Regions from separate parts of the Podarcis muralis genome. Here region 1 is linked to region 2. The links are chromatin contacts, called in public Hi-C maps. All regions are on one chromosome and are shown on one strand. Each heading gives the region's core, a stretch centred on a gene start, on an enhancer-like site or on the middle of the called end of the contact. The rest is flanking DNA. Distances are from core to core; before and after follow the strand shown.

Region 1 (7,947 bases), core at 1,864-4,363, 150 kb after region 2:
AGCTATGGAGAAAAGCTGGCTCACATTACTCTGGAGACAGAGGCTGTGATGGACAGACCTTGGGTCTGCCTCCTGGTGACCCAACAACCAGTGGGAGATGGCTAGTAGTTCAGCCACTCAGGAGAGAGTGTGTGGAATAGATGCTTACACTTAACAGTCTGAAAGGGACAGGGACCTGGGTTTCAGGTTAGGGACTTTCTATTTAGGTAGCAGAAGGAATCTCTGGTTATTTGAGTGGACTTAGGTTTTATCTGTCAGTGGAAACAGATAAAGATTATCTGTGGGCACACAAAGATCTACCTGAGGGGAAGGTTTGGACTATAGGAAAAGCAGGAAGTGTTTTATGCATAATGTAAAACAATAACCATCCTAGAAAGAATTTCTCTGCCCAGTTACAGGATGGAAGTGTTAAGATAGTTATTAACCATCTCTGTTGAGAGTGTCTATTTGAAACAAAGTATTGTGCCTTGCAAAAGTAACCACTAAACTATAACTTCTTTATGTGTAGACAAATAAACTTCCTGTTTTGTTTCAAAAGTGCCTCATTCTTTCTTAGTTCTTCTGGGCAAGGACTGAGTGGTCACAGAGTCCCTTCACAAGCATGCTTCCACAAACAGTTAAATCAAAGCTCCTGCTGTGGGACTACAGAGGGATTAAACCAACAAACACACATAAACAGTAACCATGTTATCCAGCACCCATCCTAAGTAAGGATGTCTGTGACAGCGCCTCCCCCCCCCCCAATAATACGCCAACCGTACCATAGGAAAAGGCCTTCATAAACAGATAAGGCTGAACAGAGAATATATTTCACATCCTTTTTACAACCAATTCATGCAGACTCAGAAGAATGACCCAAAACATTTTGGAGCCAAAAAATGCAAACAGTGCCTTTATGTTGGTAAGGAAAACAAATTAGGGGAAACAGCAGAGAGAAGTGGAATATAACATACTTCAGTTCACTTTGAAGAGAAAGAATACAACCCTGTAATATGGGCGATAGTACTGGCCTAGTCAATACGTCTGCTGCAAGAATCACAAAGGCTGTACTCCTAAAGTAACCTACCTACTAAGCCAGGGATAAGCCTCACTTAACACAATTGGACTTCCAAATAAACATGTATACTTTCACTGTAATACGCTGTATGTGAACTACTTTAAACATTTAGAAAAAGCAATTTTTTAATAGAATTATACAATAGCCATCTATAATATCACTATTTTAACCAGATCCTGGAACCATGAAAATTTACAGGGGCTGTTTTTCCTAGCACTGAAAGGAGGACTCATGAAACTTCAACCACTGAATTATAACTTCATTCATTTCCAGAATTAATGTTATATATTGGGTTAACCTTAAAAGGCCACCTTCACCCATATGAGCCTTATGATCAGCATCAAAGGCCCTGGTCTCTGAAATGTTTGCCCTGGAAATCTATTTGACAGGTACCAAGGACAGCACCTCAGTCCCTTCTCAGTTGCAGCACCCTACCTGTGGAATATCCTCCCTGGGGAGGTCTGATGGGCTCCCTTTCTTGAGAACCTTGTTATTCAAACAAGCATTTTCTGTATGTTTTTCGGTTCCATCCATGTTCATACTGTTTCAATACTACTGGTTGTTTATTGTCAAAATTATATATTTAAATATATATACATTTATCTACTTCCTATCTATATCTTTGGCTGATTTTACAGAAAAGTGTGGGGAAATGAACTAAAAACAAATAAATACTTTAAAAAAGCAAAAAAACCTGTGATGCCATATTAAAGACAAAAGAACCTTGTCAGGGATTATTGCAAATACAAAGATAAACCCAACTCCTTTGTTAGTCTTGTTAGGAATAATGGGTGAATCAAATCAACATGTAACTCATCAGGAGATAATGACGTTTTTGTTGGTTGCTGCTCATTTAGAAATTGCTAAATGCTGGTGTTCTGCAGCAGGCCTGTCAATAAATTCCTGGTACTCGCAGGTATGGTCTTGCCAGAGTCAAGATGAGTCCTCTATACTTTTACACCTGGCATCCATTCATCTCCTTATGAGATGAGAAACAAGAAATCAAGACAACATGCTCAGACCAGGGCTTTTCTTTCAGCCAGAACTCACTGGAACTCAGTTCCGGCACCTCTCAGGTGGGCACCATTGCCATTATAGGAGAATAAGGGAGGCATTCATTGCGAGTGCCAGTACCTCTTTTTCTAGAAAAACAGCACTGCCTCAGAGGAAACATCTGGAGAGACTTATTGGATTGGAGCCTTTAACATGCATCTAAGTTATGGTTCTAATTTTAAGCAGCCAATACACTTCCCCTGTTCCTATTGCAAAAAATGACAAGGCTAGCTGCTGTTGTGGTTTACTGCATTTAAAATTATATTTAAGGAAACAGCTAGAGCTGTGATGTTTGTATTGCAAAGATCTGTTTCTCTTTTATCTTAAAGCCGTCTTGACCCCCTATCAGGACAAAAAGGCAGAATAAACAACAACAACAACAACAACAATAATAATACTTTATTATATATGGAAAAGTTAGTTTTTTTAAAAGAAATTATTGCACCAAACATCTTAGCACCACAGAACAAGGCTCCACAAGCAATTCAGTGACATGCAATTTGCCATAGCTGTCAACTTTTCCCTTTTCTTGCGAGGAATCCTATTCGGAATAAGGGAATTTCCCTTAAAAAAAGCGAAACGTTGACAGCTATGATGCAATGGAGATAAATGATTTTGGATCTGACACGCCCTAGAAACTGGGCAACCGGCGCTGCCCGAAAGCCAGAAAGCTGCGGTTGTTGAGGGGGGTCGTGTGGGCCTCCCCCTTCCCAGCCGCCCCTTCAGCTCGGCCGCCCTTACCCAGATCGCTTCGACCACGGCCTGCTCCAAGCTCTCGGCCTCCACCGGCTGGCCCTCCCCGAGCTTCCGCACGAAAGGCTGGCAGTAGTCCAACAACTCGGCCGTCTGGCGCCGCGAGCGGCACCGCACCCGGCAGTCCCGAGGGGAAGCAGCAGCAGCAGCCGGCGGCGGCGCCTTCTCCATCTCGGCCTGCCTTTTCCCCGCTCTCTCGGATAAACCGTTCGTTGATTTTTTTTATCTCCCTCCCTCACCCGGAAGCAGTGCTAAGCGGGTTGGCTGTGCGCGCGCGAGAGAGGGAGCTTCGGCAAAATAGGTCCGGCTGGAAAGCGAAGCCCCCTCGGCGTTCGGTTCCGCGCGCGTCGTCGGGATGGGGGTGGTGGACTGCCATTGCCACCTCGCCGCGCCCGAGTTCCGAGGGGTGAGTGGGCGGCGCGGTGCGGTTTGCACCCTGCGGTTGGCCTCCGCCGCCGCCGCTTATAATTCCTTCTCCCTCTCATCTCATAAGAGTTTCCCTAGGGGAGATCGAGGACCCATCTGGTCCAGCGACCCATTTCTTACGGTTTCCTACGGTGGCTAACCCCTATAATAATAATAATTTTATCATTTATACCCCGCCCCTCTGGCTTGGTTTCCCCAGCTACTCGGGGCGGCTTCCAGCAGAATATAAAAACATAATAAAATGTCAAAAACTTCCAGAATATCTTTGGCGATCACTCGTAGCCGAGTAAGATTGTCTTCCATAAACGCGGTTTTAACAATGAGTCCGTAAGTGACTGTGGAGGCCAATTCTGGATCCACACGTCCTTCCACAGTGGGGACATACCGGTAGGTTTCCCGATGGGAGTTGATCACGGTGTGGATTTGCCAAGCGTGCCTTCCTCTTAGCACGTTTCTCCCTTTCGTCCTGAGTTCGAGTGTCTTCAAAGTCCATGACACCTTTGGAAAACGCTGTTCTCCAACTGGAGCGCTCGCAGACCAGTGTTTCCCAGTTGTCAGTGTTTATACTACATTTTTTTAGATTTACCTTGAGACAGTCTTTAAACCTCTTTCGTTGACCAATATAAAAGCATAATAAAACACCAAACGTTACAAACTTCCCTATACACATGCATAAAGTCACATGCTATCTACTACTAGCTTCCTTCAGTATGAATTACTTAATGTCTGACATTAATAAAACATATTTCTTTTCCAGATTGAAAGCAGTATTTGTTTACCAAGTAAAGCTACAATTAACATGCCTCCTCCCCGGGGAGGATGTGCAGGTGAAATAGCTCAGTCGGTAGAGCACGAGACATTCAGGGTCGTGGTTTCGAGCCCCTTGGGGCCTTCCAGCTTTGATTCTATGAAAAGCCCCCTCTCCTTCCGCAGTTATTCATCCCAGCAAGAGCTTGCAATCGGGGACATCTGAATTTACTTCATTCCCCGTGTGAAAGGGGATAGAAGTCTCCAGCGCTGATCAGTAAAAATGTAAACTGCTCATCTATGGTCCCATATAACATAAAACCGGGGGGGGGGGGGGGGGGAGAATCATTTTACTTTTGCAAAATGCATGTGCATTTGTTTGCCTTTATCTGTACCTGAATATATGAATTGAAAAGGAAAAACACTTTAATGAGTAGTTGTAGTAGTAATAGCTTTCCTTCTGTTTGAAAGAAGGGACAGTGGTGGTTTAAATAAGTAACGTTTGACAACTTTTAGGTGCAAAGAGTTATTGAAAGAGAAAGGACACATTTGCCATTTCTACTGCTTTGTCCCCTTCTTTACAAATTATTCTGCTAGCATAATTATATTTTTAATATCTTCTAGGACATTGAAAGTGTATTGGAAGAAGCAAAAAAGGTTTGTAGTAATATCTATATATTTTTTGCAGTTAAAGTTTTATAGGTAGTAGATCTATAGATTTTGATAGCTCAAGGGCTTAGTTTGTATACTAAGGTAAATTAATTTAAGGAAGTTAATTGAAGGAAAGTTGTCTGTCCCCACCTCTCTTCTGCAATCCTCTGCACCCCCTGAAATCATCTCTGAATGATCAGGACCCCTCCTGAGCAACAGGGAATGAGTTGCTGGGGAAAGAAGATTCTACCAAAATCGAGTTTGGAGCCTAAGATAAGTAAGGAAGTTCATGGAGCCCCCCAGCAGCCCCCACACTCCATCCCACATTGTTCAGGAAGCTCCCCTCCCTTTCTGGAAAGGCTTTTTGAGGGGTTTCAGGTACCTGTAGCAGTTATGAGGGGGATGGAAAACTTTTCTTCCATGAACTTCCTTGAGTTAACTTCTCCTAAAGGCCAAGCAATTTTAAGGTAAACTAAGAAACAGAAATCACATTAATTTGGAAGGAAGATATGGCAAAATCAGTAATTTCAAACAGATGTGTTTATGATCAGATTGTAAGACTTCTCATTGTTATTGTCAACTCTAGCTAACCCTTTTCCATGTTGTTTCAGTGTAAAGTTTTGGCTCTGGTGGTAGTTGCTGAATACAGAGAAGATTTTGAAAAAATTATTCAACTTTCAGAAAGGTAACAAAGTTTCTAGTTCTTCAGTCTGTTTCACAAGGTAGAAAATAGTTACAGACTAGAATCCAAAAAGATGAACAGCTTGTTCAGCACATCCAGATACTTTGGATTTTGCTTCTCATATGGCAGTTCTGTCATGCTGCATGATAACTGTTTTTTGTTTAAGTCAAAATTGCATTGTGAGATGATTATAATTTTATTATTTGTACCCCACCCATCTGACTGGGTTTCTCCAGACACTCTGGGCAGCTTCCAACAGATATAAAAACATAGTACAGTGGTGCCTCGCAAGACGAAAATAATCCTTTCCGCGAGTCTCTTCGTCTAGCGGTTTTTTCGTCTTGCGAAGCAACCCTATTAGCGGATTAGCGCTATTAGTGGCTTAGCGGCTATTAAAGGCTTAGCGGCTTAGCGGCTAAAAGGCTATTAGCGGCTTAGTGGCTTAGAAAAAGGGGGGAAAGCGAAAAAAATCGCAAGACTCGCAAGACGTTTCCGTCTTGCGAAGCAAGCCCATAGGGAAAATCGTCTTGCGAAGTGCATCGAAAAACGGAAAACCCTTTAGTCTAGCGGGTTTTTCGTCTTGCGAGGCATTCGTCTTGCGGGGCACCACTGTAAAACATCAGCCATTAAAAACTTCCCTAAACAGGGCTGCCTTCTGATGTCTTCTAAAAGTCAGATAGTTGTTTATTTCCTTGACATCTGATGGGAGGGTGTTCCACAGGGTGGGCGCCACTACCGAGAAGGCCACCTGCCTGGTTCCCTGTAACTTCACTTCTTACAGTGAAAGAACTGCCAGAAGGCCCTCGGAGCTGGACCTCAGTGTCTGGGCTGAACAATGGGGGTGGAGACACTCCTTCAGAGCTTGTCACTATCTCATAAAATAAACATATTCCAGTATTGTTTTATGTGAAAAATGTTATGGTAAATAAAGCAATGGTGCTTTAAGAGACATTCATGGTCAGAGTGCAAAATTTGAAAATGCTGTTGTTCATAAGCAATCAGAATAGGAGCAATAAAATCTTAGTTGTAGTGTTGATTGGAATAGCAAAAGCTGTTACCTTTTCAGTCCTCTTTCTTTTTTATTTAACCATAATACATGTCTGCCCTTTCCCATCACTTAACACATGTTTGTATCCAGGTACCCAGGATTTGTCTTTCCATGTCTGGGCATCCATCCAGTTCAAAGTAGTCCAACGGGAAATGATCGCAGTGTTACGTTAAAGGTGAAATGGCAACCAGCTGTAATTGCAGCAGTTAACAATTTCTGTACTTTTTTTCAGTTTGCCAGGTAAACTTATCTGTTCCTATTGCATGTGGTCTTGCAGCAATAGAGTGGTCACTATTTTTGTATACTGAGCCCCTTCTTCCCTGTCTCCTGCTCTCCCAGAGCAAACTAGAGGTATCCTCAAAGGAGCATCAGAAAGAAAATAAAAATTGGTGCTAGGCAAAATAACTTCCCATTGTTTTTTAGGCGTCTAAGCAAGATCTACAACTTAGCTGTCATCAAAGGAGGTTCACATAATTCCAAGGAAGATGCATAACAAGCTTATTTCAGAGCAGGGATGTGTTCTCAGGAGGTGATTTTCAACAGTACCTCGGAGAGCAAACAGTTAAGACATGCTTTTTAAAAGTCTGGCTAGAGGTGATGGAGTGTAGTTCAGCAGCATCTGGAGAGGGGAGCACAGGTTCCCTATAATAATTTTCATCGAGGAAACTAGTGTAGGGTACGGTCCAGATAGGAAGCATGCTCCAGGTGGGGGCCTGTACCTGTGTCTTCGAAATAAAAGTAACCAGTCTGAAGCACACTGGTGTGATTAACGGTGCACATAGCCTGCCTCTTAATCATGAATGGGGAATCTGTAGTCTTTCAGGTATAACAAAATAAAAAAAATCCTTCCAGTAGCAGCTTAGAGACCAACTAAGTTTTTTATTGGTATAAGCTTTCGTGTGCATGCACACTTCTTCAGATATCACACGAAAGCTCATACCAATAACAAACTTAGTTGGTCCCTAAGGTGCTACTGGAAGGAATTTTTTAATTTGTTTCGACTATGGCAGACCAACACGGCTACCTACCTGTAACTCTTTCAGGTGTAGTTAGGCTCTAGCTCCCCACAGCCTCAGCCATCATAGTCTGTGGCCAAGGATGCTGAGCATTATAGTGCAGCCACATCTGTGGGTAGGTGTAGGGTACAGGTTCCTTGTCCCTGCTCTTAAGTAAACTTACAATGTGTTTAGCTTGGAATGCGCGGCTAAAAATCCCATTATCCCTCACCATTGACTATTTGGGCTGTGAGTCCAACAACAACCGGAGGGGGCCATGTTGACTATCCCTGCCTTAAGTTTATATGCCACAACCCAGAATACAGGGTTTGCCAGGCTGACGTCGCAGACCTAACTTAAACAGGACAAGGAAAAGTTACTGCGTACAGCAAAATGGCATTGCTTTAGCAATACAGAATTGCAATTAGCAAAGAACAAAACTATGATCCAAGAAAGATGTGTTAAAACATCTGTGGTGTCTTACTTAAATGCTGTAGATCCACAGATTGCGTGGGGGTTACGTTCCAGGCATCAC
Region 2 (7,825 bases), core at 5,287-7,786:
ACATGTGATTGTAAGGAGGTTTCAAAATATTTTGAAAAAATGAATAAAACCTGTAGTTTCCAAAACAGAGGAGCATCTTGAGAATATATTAGAATGGCAGGGAGCCTGGGGCCTCGGAGCCAAAAGTGGCCCCTAAACCTCTCTACTTGGCCCTCGAGATTCTCATCAGAATCCCAGGCCACAAACCCTGGCTGGCTGGCATCCTGGACAGAAGCGTTCCCATGTTATAACATTTTGCTGCAGTCCCCGTTTATGAAGGATATTATTGTTATTCATCTGTACTACCTAACACAAGGGCAGAAACCAGTGGCCCTCAATATGTCATGGGACTACATCTGCGATCATACCTGATCATTGGCTATACTGGCTGTGGCCTATCTTGGAGGACCTCAGGTCGCTCAGGAGTCTTGTAACACCTTAAAAAGCAACACATTTTATCTCTGGCATTACTTAGCCCATGGGTAGGCAAACTAAGGCCCGGGGCCCGGATCCAGTCCTATCGCCTTCTAAATCTAGCCCCTGGACGTGTGTTTTTACATGAGTTGAATGTGTCCTTTTATTTAAAATGCATCTCTGGGTTATTTGTTGGGCACAGGAATTTGTTCATTATTATTTTTCAAAATATAGTCCAGGCCCCCACAAGATCTGAGGGACAGTGGACCGGCCCCCTGCTGAAAAAGTCTGCTGACCCCTGACTTAGCCCATATAAACTTCTGTCACAGTAAATGCTTCTAGGTGGGTGTTTATTGTGCCCCCCCCAATCCACACATCAAAATGCCAGTCCACATTCCTGCCCCCCCCCATTTTCACCTGGATTTCTGGGAAGAATCTGTTAAATTATGACTATTTGTATAATTTCAAGCTCCTGTCTTGAAGCATCAATCTTCACTTGATTTCACTATGACAACCCCTGTGGAAGCTGTGAATTTGGGAGAGAACCTGGGAGTGGTACTATTATTGTTAATAGTATTATTATTATTATGGGCTGCATCGCAGCTCTCCTGCTAATGCCCCCCCCCCAAGAAAGGCATGCTATAATTGCGTTTGAATGAGCTGAGCTCTCTCAAACATCTGCAGTTTTGAAGGAGAAGCAAAGGCAATTGCCATGAGCCCAGAGTTACAGTTGCACCAGCTGGTACATTGATATGCAAAGCAGGCGAAACCTTCAAGGCCTGGCCGCAGGACAGCGGGGGAGTTTCACTGCATGGCTAAGACCAGTTTGATAGCACCATACCAGAGCACATTCAAACAGATAACCAATTTTCTGGATTTGCTTTAAATGCTTTTTAAAAAGTGAGATCTGGGAGGGTTTGTTTACACCAACAGCCATCACCACCCCCTTCCCTTTCCTGCCAGATTAACTGCATGAACACAAGAGATCTGGGCTCCAGAAGAAAAGAAAAATGATTAAATGATTCAAGGGCAGAACTTGTGAGAGAGTCTGCAGGATATCCTTTTGTTAGAGAGAGAGAGAGAAGTTCGCACAGGGGAATAAAAACAGGCCATTGTTGACACTACAAAATGGACTTAACTTAACTTTCTCTGTGGCATTAAACAGAATTCTGAGAATCAGAATTAATGGAGGGTGGTTATAGATTTAAATATAAGAATAAAGGCTGGAGTTGATGTAGAGACCCTGCTAGGTTGCAAACTGGGAAGAGAATTAAGGCAAGAGTCCTGTCAACACTACTACTAATAATAAAAAATTATTATTAAGCCCCACTGAACTCAGCAGGCATTACATTTGAGCATATAATAAGATCACTTACAACAATAATTAAGAGCTCATTATTACCAACTGCCTTCTAGGATAGCACTCAGCTCATCAGGAGGATTATTATACTATTATTACCGTCATTATGAATCAATTGCCAGTGACAGGAGAATCAGCTGGAGTCCTGCAGTTTTAAGCAGAGCTCCCACTTCTGATTCTTGCCATCTGGACTAGAAAAAGTCAGCAAAGTGCTGTGGGCGGGGGGGGGGGGGGGAGCGGGGATGAGGAAATACTGTGCACAGCAAAGAAAGCGCTTTTCCTGCAGTGCCTTCGCTGGCAAACAAGAAACTTGTGCCTGGGTTTTGTGCAGAATCACGTGCTTGTTTCCTACTCAGAACAGGAGGCTAGTCTCACTGAGCTCAATGCAAGTGCAAGATTGTGCATGCTTTACTCAGAAGCAAGTCTCACTGAGTTCAATTAGTCTTACTCCTGACTTCAGGGAACCAACAGCAGTTTTCATCTATAAACTGCTGCTTGCACAGAGCAATCCCATGCACAGAGAAGTAAACCCTTCTGTGCTCCATGAAATACATTATACAGTACTGAATGCATGCACAGAGGATGGCAGCCTGTAGTAGTTTTGCAGCCCAATTGCAAGCGGAGTGGCAAGCTCTACTGCAGTGGTAAAGCGCCCGTCTTACACGCAGAAGGGCTCAGGTTCAAATCCCGGCATCTCCGGGTGCAGAGCTGAGTGCTACTCCTGCCCAGAGCTGCTGCCAATCAGTGTAGGCTATACTGAGCTAGATGGGGCAACGGTCTGACTCGGTTGGTGCAGTTGCCTCTGTACGGAGCGGTAAGCATGCATCGGATCCGGCTGTGTTAAGTCTGCCCATACCCGGGCTGCAAGTTTTCCTGTTTGTTTGCCACAGCAGCAGAAACTGCAAAGGCTCTTTCCGGAGCGCGCAACGCTCAGATCGGCCAAGAAAAGAAAGCGGCGCGTCGATCGCGCTTCGCGAAGACGAATTCGGAGCAAGATCGCCGCCACGGCTCCGACCCCCGACCCCAATACCTCTTGGTAAGACGACGAAGTCTCTTGTCTGTTCATGGCACCAGCGAAGAGAAAAGGCAGCGGAGAGACTCGATCAACAGGCAGCTGCAAAAGAAGCCGGGATCTGGCGAGGCAGCTGCGGAAGCGACAAGTGGATCAAAGAGCATCGGGCGTAACGGGACACACATTCTCCGGCCGGGAGGCGCACGGCGCAAGCGCGCGAGACCCCACCGTTTCCTCCAGAAACTTACTTGCGTGCACCCCGTACCTTGGGTCTGCACGGTTTGCTGCTTACACCGAGGAAGAGGGGGGTGTAGAGAAGGGGATGCTGGGAAATGTAGTTTGTGACCTAGAAGCTTTGGGCTGGACACGGGGCTTCTGGGGAATCGCCGGGTTCGAAATGTGCCGAGCAAGGCGGCAATCTTCCGAGATGCTCGTTGCATCGTAGTCGACGCTACACCGCGCAATCCTCGTGAGCCCCCCCCTCCAAAACCCGTTTCCCTCTGTAGGAGGGCAGATGTGTGTGTGAAATACAGTTTATTGCGGCACTGTGGGTTAAACTACAGAGCCTAGGACTTGCCGATCAGAAGGTCGGCGGTTCGAATCCCCGCGACGGGGTGAGCTCCCGTTGCTCGGTCCCTGCTCCTGCCAACCTAGCAGTTTGAAAGCACATCAAAGTGCAAGTAGATAAATAGGTACCACTCTGGCGGGAAGGTAAACGCCGTTTCCGTGCGCTGCTCTGGTTTGCCCGAAGAGGCTTAGTCATGCTGGCCACATGACCTGGAAGCTATACACCGGTTCCCTCGGCCAATAAAGCGAGATGAGCGCCGCAACCCCAGAGTCGTCCGTGACTGGACCTAATGATCAGGGGTCCCTTTACCTTTAAGCTGAGTCATATCTGCGTTAAGACATTATTTTTTGTATTAAATTAATTTTTATTTATTAAAGATTTTGTTTATTTACAAAAGTGTGCAATGTCTCTCTCTCTCGTGTCCTGTCCCCCCCAAAGTAACATTTTTACAGATCAATTTTATTTGTTGAGACATTAGGAAGAAAAGGGAGGAAGAGGTGGGGGGGAGATGGGAGGGTTGGGTGGCGATCTTTCTATTTTACTTACTATACGTAGGGTTTGGTGTCAGTGTTGCTTGTGCAGGTTCTTTGCTGTTCGCTTGTGTTCCTTTGGTGGTGAGGGAGGTTGGGGTTAGCCTAGGATAGTTATTCATTTGTAGTTGGCTATGGTGGTCTTTGTTTTCATGTGTGAGTGGGGGTGGGTGGGTGTTTTGGATCAGGTTAGCCATATTGATTTGTATGCTGTTGGTAGATTATTGTCATTGTCTTGCTGGGCTGTGTATGTGATAAAGGGGAGCCATACCGGGGTGAAGGTGTCTTCTTCTATATGTCCCCGTGTCAGTTTCAGTTTATTGGTTAATTTTTCTAGTAGGGCTGTTTCCTGCATTAAGACGTTTCAAACGGCATAATACCACTTCTAACAGCCGTGGCTTCCCCCAAGGTATTCTGGAAACTCTAGTTTGTAAGGGTGCTGAAAGAGGCTAGGTTCATAGAATTGTAGAGTTGGGTGGTGGACCGTGGGGGTCAACTAGTTCAACTCCCTGCAATGCATGAATCAGCGTGGGACTTGAACCCAGGACACTGAAATTAAGAGCCGTGCTCTACTGACTGAGCTAAGAGACTCCTTTCTTCTTGCAAAACTACAGTTCTCCGTAGTTTAACCATCAATCTCTCTTCTCAGGGAGCTCTGGGAATTGTAGTTCTGTGAGGGGTATAGGGGGTTTCCTAACAACTCTTGGCATTCATACAAACTACAATTCCCAGGATTATGGGGCCCTCGCCTGCATAGGAATGCAGTGTCGGTTGATGGGTTGGATAAACAACTACAGTATAAAACATGCAAATGTTTAAATAGTTTCCCTTGATTAATTGGGCAGATTTTTTTTTTTAATGAATGCATTTAAGCACATGTCCTTATAAATATCGTGCGCTCACACAGGAGGTAACCTGCCTTTCCAGGGTGGCGACATGTTTGCAGCATTGAAAAGCAAAGTTACACGCATGTCTTCTGTAGTGCAAGGTTTCATTTTAAAACGTAGAGGTGATGTTAAAGGCTCGTGAAGGGCATGCATCTAAAGCGTACTTCTGTTTCAGGGTGCTGGGAACTGTAACTTTGTACGGAATATAAACTACAGTTCCCAGGAGTCTTCGCGGGAAGGCGCGGAGAAAAGCAAGCGGGGGAAGTTTGCTTTCGAGAAACCCGATCCCTGCGGCTCCTTTCCCCCGCCCCTCGAAGTCTTGGCCGCCATCCGGGGCAGGAAGAGCGCCATGGCCGGCGGCTTCGCGGCGGCGCTGGTCCTGCTCGCCTCGGCCCTCCTGGGCTTCCGCGAGGGGCGGGCCGAGCAGGAGCTGCGCTTCAAGCCCGCGCCCCGCCAGAGACCCGTGCGCCTCTTCACCGAGTCCGAGCTGGCGAGATACGGCGGGCAGCAGGTACGGCGGGCGGAGGGAGACAGGGAGGGCGCTTTCCCGGGAGAAGGCGGCGGGCCAGGGCCGAGCTGAGGCTGCGAGGAGCCGCTGCTGGCCGAGGATTTAGGGCGCAAGGGCGGGTTTTGCTGGCTTTGAGCGATCCGGCGCGGGAAGCCAGCCGAGATCAGGTTTGCCTTGGGATGTTTGGTTTGCAGACGCTGCTAGCAACCAAAATGTGCGCGCAAGAGTATGGACGGAAGAGTTTTGCACCTCTTGGTAGGATCCGGATTAGAACTCAAAACCGCGACGGGTGTCGTTTTGCCTCGCGTTTGGTTCCCGTTGCTATGAATGGAAGGGCGTCGAGTGCGAACTCATTGAATGAACGCGGTGGGTTTTCTGAGTAAACAAGCCCGCACAGAGACAGGCTGCTCAGGTGCACACTTAAACGTGCTTGGGTTAAAGTCTCAGCAGGATTTGTTTCCTCCTTCTCCCAAGTAAGCATGCTGTAAGGAATTCACATTTCTTCCTTTCTTCTCTCTCTCTTTCACAGTGTGTGAGGTGCCCACCTGCAGATTTCTGCCCTCCCTAAAGGAGACAAGCCTGACTCCTTCCAGGTTTAGTAACTGGAAGCAAAGCTGCCAGCCTTCCCCCAAACTAGTGCTCTGTAGATGCTTTATCCTAAAACTCCCACACTCCTTTAGTGATTTTTAGTGGTTTTGTCAGACAAGGCTCTCTCTCTTAACTTGATTCACACCATTTTTGGATTGTCTGGGGAAAAGAAGCTTACAAAATTATATTGGATGATTTAAATATATATATATATCTCTTAAAAACGAGTCTTTTTTGGGGGGGTGGGAAATGTCTTTTCAGGAGGATCAGCCTATTTACATAGCTGTGAAGGGCGTGGTGTTTGATGTCACCTCTGGAAAAGGTGAGTTAACTTTCTAACAAGAGGGTCCCTCCCTCCCTTCCCATCTCTGGCTCAGGTTCAGAGGCAGAAATCTCAGCCCTGCAGCCTCAGCTACTGTAGGGCATTCTTAAGAAAGCTCCATATTTCCTAACCTGGTGTCCGCCAGATGTTCAGGACCACAGCTCCCATCAGCCCCAGCTAGCGTTGTCCTGGGATATTCTTGAAAGGGAGAGGAGAACAGAAGATTAGTAATATATAATCACAATTGAAATATCTTCCAGTACCTTCCCTCTCCCGCCTCCAAAGTTATTTCCTCTCCATCAAAAAGTGCCCAAAGGATTCCTCACACCTCTGAATTCCTTCTTACCTGACCAGGCCTAGTAATGTTCCCAGCTTTGCTGTCTGTGTCTAAACTTGCCTCCGGAAGGAAGGCATGTCCCCCCCCCCCCAAGGCCTCCAGTTCCTATAAACTGCTTTGAGCGTGTGTTTTTTGTGGAAAAGCGGCATACAAATGAAATGACTGTATCTTCTCAGCAGCCATCTGCACAGCTCTTCCCCTTTCACCTCAGTTCTTTCCATAGCTGTAAACTTTTCCCTTTTTTTGCGAGGAATCCTATTCGGAATAAGGGCATTTCCCTTTAAAAAAGGGAAACATTGACAGCTATGGTTCTTTCATGGTGCTGGCTATTTATTCTCACACATTAGCCAGGCGGTGAGCTGCAGCAATGGACTTTATTCATAAAAAACTTTTTTACAGCCTGGTGCTAGTCAGAGAAGGGCCAAACCGGGTGGCTGCAGCTGCCGCTGACTTCATTTACTCACAATGCCTCTCAGGTCTGACTTAAGGTTGCTGTGTTTGAGGGAAACAAAGGAGGCATCGGGGGAAATTAAGGTGCTTCTTAAAGTGCTGGGCCTTAAAAGAAAAAGTAAGCCAACGCATGCACACAAAGGATGCTGGAGCAGCCTTGTTGGCACCTGCTGGAGTTTGTAGGCCCTGACATTTGCCCAACCATGCTGGATGCCGATGCTGGGCCTGGTTACCTCACCCAAAAATGTGCATCGCCCCCTTTCAGCACATCACCGTTTAAATCCACTTGGCTGCCTCCTAGGTAATTAGTTGGTTGCCACCTGCCATCATCTTCTGTGCACTGAGCCTCATTATTTAAAATACTGGATGCCCTCAGATCATGTGCAGGTCTTCCATTAGTGCTGTGTTAGTAATATAATTAACTTGTCACTTTCATGGCCAGGAAGGCTGTTAAGTGCATTAAGTGGACATCTTTCTCATCTTGTACAATGGAAGCTAAAGTTCTGTTGGGTTGGAATCTAATTTGGCATTGTACAAGGAAGATAAAACAGACAAACCTCCAAATGTTGTCCAGAGACCAGATATTTGATGCGCTCAGCTCTTGAGCCATCAGATGTTTGTGGGATTTTTATACCCTCACGGTTTTCTAACTTGTTCCTTGTTCTAAAAGGAAATAGGCTTTTTTCCTGAAATACCACGGACATCATTAAATATTAGAAGTACCATGAGAGGTTTGGGTTTTTTAAGGGTAATGAATTTTAGCTTAATTTCACTGAGACTTTATTTTCTCTTCCTTTGACAGAGTTTTATGCGAAAGGAGCACCGTACAATGCGCTAGCTGGCAAAGATTCCACACGAGGGATTGCAAAG

Evidence for each region. A called contact is a pair of places that touch in the nucleus more often than the background predicts.
Region 1: a Hi-C map of tail shows a contact between it and region 2, with 4 times the contacts expected there. The contact joins the promoter of NSL1 here to the promoter of PACC1 in region 2. A contact is called at or near these places in 2 of 3 Hi-C or Micro-C datasets (blood and tail).

What each region holds. Positions count from the first base shown.
Region 1 is chr3:25,872,064-25,880,010 of rPodMur119.hap1.1, forward strand. NSL1 (NSL1 component of MIS12 kinetochore complex) reads right to left here and starts at 3,114. Exons shown (of 6, transcript XM_028724693.2): 1 at 2,852-3,114. The coding sequence starts at 3,034. TATDN3 (TatD DNase domain containing 3) reads left to right here and starts at 3,127. Exons shown (of 9, transcript XM_028724692.2): 1 at 3,127-3,269; 2 at 4,661-4,693; 3 at 5,299-5,372; 4 at 6,508-6,592. The coding sequence starts at 3,219.
Region 2 is chr3:25,720,800-25,728,624 of rPodMur119.hap1.1, forward strand. PACC1 (proton activated chloride channel 1) reads right to left here and starts at 6,537. Exons shown (of 8, transcript XM_077925565.1): 1 at 6,300-6,537. It overlaps NENF (neudesin neurotrophic factor), which reads left to right and starts at 4,999. Exons shown (of 4, transcript XM_028724701.2): 1 at 4,999-5,261; 2 at 6,108-6,168; 3 at 7,758-7,825. The coding sequence starts at 5,100.